Regions from separate parts of the Sus scrofa genome. Here region 2 is linked to region 1. The links are chromatin contacts, called in public HiChIP or PLAC-seq maps. All regions are on one chromosome and are shown on one strand. The core of a region is the stretch at or near the end of the contact, and the rest is flanking DNA. Distances in the headings are between cores, read along the strand shown. Region 1 holds the start of MSH2 (mutS homolog 2). Region 2 holds the start of CRIPT (cysteine-rich PDZ-binding protein).

Region 1 (4,186 bases), core at 66-2,565:
CCAATGCTGCAAATATTATAATAGAGATGTAACTACAATGGTACTCCAGAAGGTAACAGAACCAATTACACCTGGGGGACTGCAGGGCAGGGCCCTTCCAGAGCAGAGGGACAAGTCTGTGTTGGAGCCACATGTGTTGAAAGGGAAGGAAGATGATTGCTCCAGATCAAAGAGTTGGGGTAAGAACAGGGGGCACTGCAGGGAGTGGGAAATATAGTCAGCAGTCAAATGGTTCAAACTTCCTCTACTTCTGAAGCTATTTGAATTTTAACAGGCCAGTGGTCCAGAGCGTCCAGGGAGCTTTCTTGAAACATCTCAAGACCCCATCTTCCAAAATTCCAACCCATTATATGTGGGCGGGGCCCCAGAACGCCTCTGAAAAGCCCCCAGGGTAATTGTGCTGCTGAATCAGGGTTTGGGGACTGCTTTTCTGGGTGGATGGTGAGCCAAACAGGAGAGTGCAATAGCTTTTGTAAGGCAGCTTACTATGCAGGACATATTCTGATCTCCAAGTCTTTGTTCAACATTAAAAAACAAAGAACAACAACAAAAAACACTGATCCATTTTTATTTTTCACCTAAACACGTTATCTTCTAACAGTTTACTTGCTGCAAGTTTACTTAGTGTATTATCTGAATCCATTCATTAGAATATAAGCTCAACTAAGGCAGTGGCTTTTTTCTTTCCTCAGATCCTAGAAGTCTGGAACACAGTAGGTCTTAAGTTTTTGATTGAATGAATCAATTAAGGAACGGACGACATGAGAATTAGGCTAGTACGGAGCAGTAGGGAGGTTGTGGAGAAGAAACCTCTAATATTGATGTAGGCAGTTTTGCCTGAAAAGGAAAAGGGACGCGATTGGAGAGAGGGGCACAGGTCTAAAAAAAATACCGATAGAGTGGAAGGCTAGGTTTTCCTTGTTTTCAAGTTTCTTTCTGATTTCATGCTCTTGCTTCCGGGGCAGATAATATATTCAAAACCTGCCAGAATGTCCCACCTGGTCTTCTAATCTAGTTATCTCTCCACCTGGTTCCTTGCTCAAGCACGGAGAAAACCCGGAGAACTGAACTCTTTAAAGGATGGGCTTCTGGCAGGGTCGGCGCTCGACCTAGGCTCAAGCATGCGCAGTAGACAGAGTCACCAGCGTGCGCGGGAAGCTGGGCCGCGTCCGATTATGATTGGCTGTCACGGCGCACTCCCACCCACCGAAATACAGCGCTGAATGCTGATTGGGTACCTCCGCAGAGGCTGGACGCCGCACGGGGGGCGAGGGAGGGGAGGCGGGAAACAGCTTAGTGGGTGCGGGGTCGTGCAGTTCCCTCAGGCTGTTGGCAGAGAGATTCCGAAATGGCGGTGCAGCCGAAGGAGACACTGCAGCTGGAGAGCGCAGCCGAGATCGGCTTCGTGCGCTTCTTCCAGGGCATGCCTGAGAAGCCGACCACCACGGTGCGCCTTTTCGACCGGGGCGACTTCTACACCGCGCACGGCGAGGACGCACTCCTAGCTGCCCGGGAGGTGTTCAAGACCCAGGGGGTGGTCAAGTTCATGGGGCCGGCAGGTGAGGGCGCGGACCGCATGGGCTCTGGGGGAACCCCGCGGAGGGGGCTTCTTTCAGGAAGTGGGAGGTGGGGAGGCACTGGGGCGGGGACTTTGGCGCTTCGTGGGGCACTGCGCTTGCTCCTGGTCGAGTGGGGCGCCACCCACCGTCTGCCCTGGGTCTGCCCCTCTGCAGCTGTCCTGAATGGGAACTATAACAATCACTAGGTTGCCAGGCTTCGAGGCGTTTTAACACATTGTTCTATTTAATTTTCCTGCAGCTGGCGTGGGTGTCTGCTTCTCGGCCCGGGCCCCTCCTTGGCCCAGGGGAATCTCATCGCACACCGCCGCCAAACCTCTTTATCACAAATTCCATTCCAGGAGTGAGATTTAGAATAGAAGGGGTTTGGGAAGACCGTTTTATGTCACCAACGTGATTTTGCTTGTTGGGCGAATGTGGTTTATACCGCCCTTCAGCGCAGGGTTCTGTAGTGTCTGCTGTTGATAGGCGGTATCGCCAGGTGGTCAGGACCTCGGACCCTGGAGCCAGATTGCCTAGAGTCAAGTTGCGGCCCCTCCACTTACTAGCTGTGTGGCCTCGGGCTAGTCCAGTATGTCTGTGCTTCCTCTCGGCATTCAGTGCCTTCCATGACCCGTCCTTATGTTTCTAACATCTCTCTCCCTGGAAAGCTACAAACTTCTCAGCCTCTGTGAGTTAGATGTTCTCGATGTTTTTGTTAATCTTTTTTTTCCCCTGCCTGCGTTGTGATAATGGAATGAACATTCTAGGAGGAATAAGACATAGTACTGCCTCTGCCACATGCAGATGGGATGTTACTGACAAAAGATGTTCTTTCATTAGGTAGACATTCATTGAGTGCTGCCGGTATCAGGCAGGGTTATGGACACCAGGGGTACCTAGATGGAAAGGCAGTACCATATCCCCGCCTTCACAGAGCTCCCCCTAGTGGAGAGCAAGGCAGAAATAATTCCAATTCCAGGTCAAGAACTGTGGAGGATGATCCACAGCAAGTTGCTGAAGAGGCATAGAGGCAGGATTGCCCATGACTGGGCATGACGGGAACTGCGGGAGTTCCTGTTGTGGTGCAGTGGGAAACGAATCCCATTAGTATCCGTGAGGATCCAGGTTTGGTTCCCTGGCCTCGCTCAGCGGTTTAAGTATCTGGTGTTGTGAACTGTGGTCTAGGTCGCAGACGTGGCTTGGATCTGGCGTGGCTGTGGCGTCGGCCGGCAGCGGTAGTTCCCATTACACCCCTCGCCTTTGGACTTCCATATGCCAAGGGTGCGGCCAGAAAAGCCAAAAGAAAAAAAAAAAAAGGCATTATATGAAGGCTAAATTTCATTTGAGTCCTGAAGGAAACCCTGTATCCATTGGCAGTCAATTCCCCTTTTCCACCTGTCTTCTAAACCCAGGCAACCACTAATCTGCTTTCTGTCTCTAGATTTGCTTATAATATTGGTCTTTTGTGAATGACTTCTTTCACTTAATTTTTTCGTTTTTATTTTTGTGTTTTTTTTTTTTTTTTTTTTTTAAGGGCTGCTCTTGTGACTTGTGGAAGTTCCCTGGCTAGGGGTCATATTGGAGCTGCAGCTGCTGACCTATACCACAGCCACAGTGACACAGGGTCCAGGCCTTGTTTGTGACCTACACCGCGGTTCATGGCAGCACCAGGATTGAACCCTCGTCCTCTTGGACACTAATCGGGTTTGTTACCGATGAGCTACAATGGGGACTCTTAATATTTTCAAGGTTCATATGTGTTAATCAGTACTTCATTTCTTTTTATTGCCAAATAATATTCTATTGTATGGACATACCATATTTTGTTTATTCATTGGTTTATGAACATTTTGGTTATTTCTTGAACATATGCTTTTAATTTCCTGTACCTACTCTTTTTTTTTTTTTTTTTTTGTCTTTTTGCTATTTCTAGGGCCCCTCCCGCGGCATATGCAGGTGCCCAGGCTAGGGGTCCAATCAGAGCTGTAGCCGCCAGCCTACGCCAGAGCCCCAGCAACTCAGGATCCGAGCTGCGTCTGCAACCTACACCTCAGCTCACGGCAACGCCGGATCCTTAACCTGCTGAGCGAGGCCAGGGATCGAACCCGCACTCTCATGGTTCTAGTCGGATTCATTAACCACTGCGCCATGACGGGAACTCCCCTGTACCTACTGTTAACCTTCCTATCATGCCAGTGATGTGATGAGTCTTTTGTGGTGGTCTGGATCCCATATCCTCTTTTCATAGATGGTTTCCTGTTGATCATTTTTTCTCTCTTTGACTGGTTCGTTCTGTTTATATTTAGACTTAGTCGTATCTTTTTAGATACTTTTACTCTCTAACAACTAGTGATATGTTATTATAATAAAGCCTTGTGAGATGGGTTAGTATCTAGCTTCAGTTTATAGATAAGGAATCTGAGTCACTGAAAAGGAAGTCCTTTTGCATCCTTTGCTGCCAGAACTCAGCTTAGAAGCTATCTTTTCTTAAAAGCCTTTTTTTTTTTTTTTTTTTTTTGTCTTTTTAGGGCTGCACCCACGGCATGTGGAGGTTCCCAGGCTAGGGATCTAATCGGAGCTGTAGCCGCTGGCCTACGCCACAGCCACAGCAACAGCAACAGCAATGC
Region 2 (3,744 bases), core at 500-2,999, 760 kb before region 1:
AACCCACCGAGTGAGGCCAGGGATCAAACCTGTGTCCTCATGGTTCCTAGTCAGATTCGTTTTCGATGCGCCAAGACGGGAACTCCGGAATTCTTTTCTTTTTTTTTTTTAATTCCTTTTTTTTTGCCAAAATCAGAGGTGAAAACAAACTGCCTGGGTTAATGATTGGATCCTTTGGAAATACAAGATACGTGTTCTAGAAACCCCATAGTATACTTTGGCTGAATTGTTGGCATTCTTTTTTAATCACTGTGTTCCATTGTCTATCAACACAGTTGTTCACATTTTCTAGCAAATACCAAGAAACAGCAGGTGCACACTGAAATACACAAATGGTGGTCAATGTCATCAAGAGCGTTCAAAAAACATCATGCTAAACTAAGGGATCTCAGCGCCCCAAAATACCAAAATGGCAATGTCAGACGCTAGATTCCAATGAAAAGAAGAGCTTCATGAAAAGGGAAAAAAAATTTTACTTTCTCTCTCTCCCATCTCTATATATCTATTTTATGTATGCATGTATTTACAAATTATCTAACAGAGAGCTTATATGTAGTATTGACTAATGTTAAGTAAGGAGTCCACGTGTCACACTGTGGTGACTAGTCCAGAATAAAACCCCATATATATACACACACATATATGTGTACGTGTGCGTATATATAAAAGGGTAAAAGGGCAAATCCAGGCCTTATCCTAACACTCTCATTTATTCACACTATATTTTTCAAAAGAAAATACATTACTGATAAGGAAAAAGACTAGCAGAGATTAGTAAACATTGCAAGCTACCAAGGTCCCAAGTGCTAAAGCCATTTCAAACCCTAGCTAACCTTTTTGATGATATAGATATATACTAGGAGGTATGAATGGCAAGAAAGGAGAAAGGAAATCTTTCTCACCGGTCCTATCTTCTTCTGGGCCACCCTCAAAATCCCAATTGACAGGAGCAGATTTGTACATAAGACAGTGAGCAATACACAAACTTAATGCTGCGTGAATGAGTGAATGAACGAAGAGTAGGTGCAGAGTTGCCCTTCCTGAGAAACCAGCCTTATATTAGGCCTTGGAGAGCTCAGGAGGACTTCCGCCAGGTGCCCCCTGGGGCAGCTATTGCCCAGGTGCCCGTGGTCTGACCTGGCCCAGATCCTCAAGCCTTGCAGCGGAAGAGAGGGCCATTCTGAAAGGCTCCTGGAGGCGCCTTCGCGGGAATCGTGGGACCGTAATCTCCAGCCCCATCCCAAACTGGGTCGCTGCGGACTCTGCCCAAGCCCCAGCCGACTGTGGGCAGAAAGGGACAAGCTGAGAAGCATAATCAAAGAGCACAGGCGTAAAGACCAAGAGAAACGGCGGGACAAACACAGAAAGTCGGAACTGAAAAAGAGCCAGTTCATCGGGGCAGCCCCTGGGTCACGCCGGAAGGGCGGCGCTCGAGGGGCCCGCGGGCAAGGGCCTATTGGTAGCAGAGATTTCCGATCAGTTGGGCAATTGGCGGGGGTGGCTTGCAGCCGCTGGAGGCTCGTGCGCCGGGAGCGTCCGGCTGGGCTTACCTAACTCTCCCGCTCGCGGAAGAGAACGGGAGGGCTACTACCTCCCACCATCAGGTGCAACTCGCCGCCCTGAGTCTCGCGCAGGCGCAGGCCAGCAGGGCGGAGACCGAAGGCCTCACAACCAATCGCAGAAGTGGAGAGGTGGGCCAAGAAGGAAGCCCCGCCTTCCCGCTCTCCTTTATTCCTCCCGCGGCTTTCCAGGTGTAGAATAGGCGGGGCGGAGGATCCGGAAGTGGACTTTCATAACCCGGAAGGGGAGTGTTTTCTCAGCTGTGGTGTTGATGGTTTCCAGCTCCCGATCCTACTGCGACTGAGGGAATCGTCGCGAAAGGATGGTGTGCGAAAAATGTGAGTTAAGGAAACTCTTCTGCGGGAGAAGAAGGCTGGGACAACCTAACTGGAGTTCCCCGGGACTTTATTCCTTTGTTTTTACTTTGGCCACAAGTCTCTGATTCTAGCCTCTGTTCTGTCCTGCCCTTTGACCATTCCTGCCTCTCCATCGACCGTATAGTCCTCCGTTTGTTGCATTCAGGGTGGTCTCCTTGTCTGTTTTGCACCTCCTTGTCTGTTTCCATTGTTTTCGTTCAACCCCTGAGCTTCTTGACTGGCTCCCTCATTTCAGAGCTTCAGGTTGAAATGGATCTTAAAAGTCGCTTCCACAGCAACTGGAGTTGCTAGGTTTAGCAAATAAAAGTACTGGACGCCCAGTTAAATTTGAATTTCAGGTAAACCAAGAATAATTTTTAGTGTGCGTCCTATGCAATATTTGAGATTTGGCTCTGTTTGCTGCTCCTTACTGCTGTAAAGCAAGGCACTTACTTTTAGGACATTGTCTACTGAAAAAGTATTCATTGTTTATTTGAAATTTAAATCTAACTTTTGGCGCAGGGTTCCATACCTGGCCCAGGAACTTCCACATGCTGTGAGTGCTTAAATGGTCCTTGAACGAATACCCAGAGTATTGAGGAATGGTGGCCGGTGTGTAGGAGAATCTCACCACCTTGGAAGCAGTCCGTGTTGATTTTACTGGCTTTTAGAAAGGTCTTTCCTTCTTCTAGTTGCCGTCCAGTAATTCTAATACCACCCTCTGAGATTTGATATTTTTGCTCCCACAAACTGGTTGTGTATTTAAAAAGAGCAGTCTTATTCCCGTTTTCCTGAGTCTAAACATGTCCTCTTAATTTGATTATCGTCAGTTTGATTATCATCTAATTAACTTGATCCATTTCGTTTACCCCCCCCCCACAGTATATAAAGCCTTATAGCTTTGAACACAGAATTTGAATCACAGTTTTCAGATTAGGTGAAAGAATGACCATGACAGTTACTTTAATACATTCTCAAGGTGCAGAGAATAATTTGGGATTTCTGTATCTGGAGACTGGCATTCAGGATGACCCTCTACAATGAGGCCACATCTTACCTTTTTAACTTTATTTTCACTAACCCTTACCATCTTTACAGTTCAGCCAAGCCAAACTATTTTGCCTGACTGCATGTACCTCGAGTTCTCCACGCCTTTTATCAGGATGTGTCCTTTATCCAGTTTACCTTCATCCTCCTTTCTCCTTTTTCTTCATGGTCTCATTACCACAAACCCTCTCTACTGCCTTCTTCACAAAGCTTTCCTGGATTTCCCTAGTCAAGGTTATTTCTTCCTCCATGGAATGTATCTTAGTACTTCAGCTCTTAACATACTGTTTACTTTCAGTTGAATAATGCTAAACTTTTGTTGTTGTTCTCGGAGCCCTTTGAGAATGTGACAAAAGCTGTGGACTTAACAGAGTCTATTAAAAAAAAAATGGATATACAGAGGTTTGTGTTCAGTTTCATCTTGTTCATGTATTTCCTAAGGTCCACATGTGAAAACTCAGGTTAAGAACTGTTGTTAGAGATAAATCAGTATGATGTAAACTCCTTGAAATCTAGAGCCTTATCTAATTCATTTTATTTTTCTCTGTACTTTGTACAATGGTTTATATATCACTGATATTTAGTAAATGAACAGATTTATCAGATTTGTTTAAAGCATTAATGTACAGAAACAAGCCTATTATAGGCCATACTATTATCCACAGATTTGACTGAGAGTCAGTTATCCATGGCCCACAATTAGTATCATAAGTCTCAGTTCACTGGCCCCAAGCCTCAGCAATAACAGATTTGTATGTAATATGAATATTAATACCATTGT

The links. HiChIP or PLAC-seq counts read pairs in DNA pulled down with a chosen protein or histone mark.
Region 2: an H3K27ac HiChIP or PLAC-seq map of alveolar macrophages shows a contact between it and region 1. The contact joins the promoter of CRIPT here to the promoter of MSH2 in region 1. A contact is called at or near these places in 2 of 47 Hi-C or Micro-C datasets (embryonic fibroblasts and subcutaneous adipose tissue) and 1 of 2 datasets of contacts at active chromatin or transcription factors (alveolar macrophages).

What each region holds. Positions count from the first base shown.
Region 1 is chr3:93,160,685-93,164,870 of Sscrofa11.1, reverse strand. MSH2 (mutS homolog 2) reads left to right here and starts at 1,315. Exons shown (of 16, transcript NM_001195357.1): 1 at 1,315-1,559. The coding sequence starts at 1,349.
Region 2 is chr3:93,923,921-93,927,664 of Sscrofa11.1, reverse strand. It overlaps CRIPT (cysteine-rich PDZ-binding protein), which reads left to right and starts at 1,749. Exons shown (of 6, transcript XR_002342732.1): 1 at 1,749-1,898. PIGF (phosphatidylinositol-glycan biosynthesis class F protein) reads right to left here and starts at 1,779. Exons shown (of 6, transcript XM_003125167.6): 1 at 1,551-1,779. It also overlaps a transcript of SOCS5 not described here.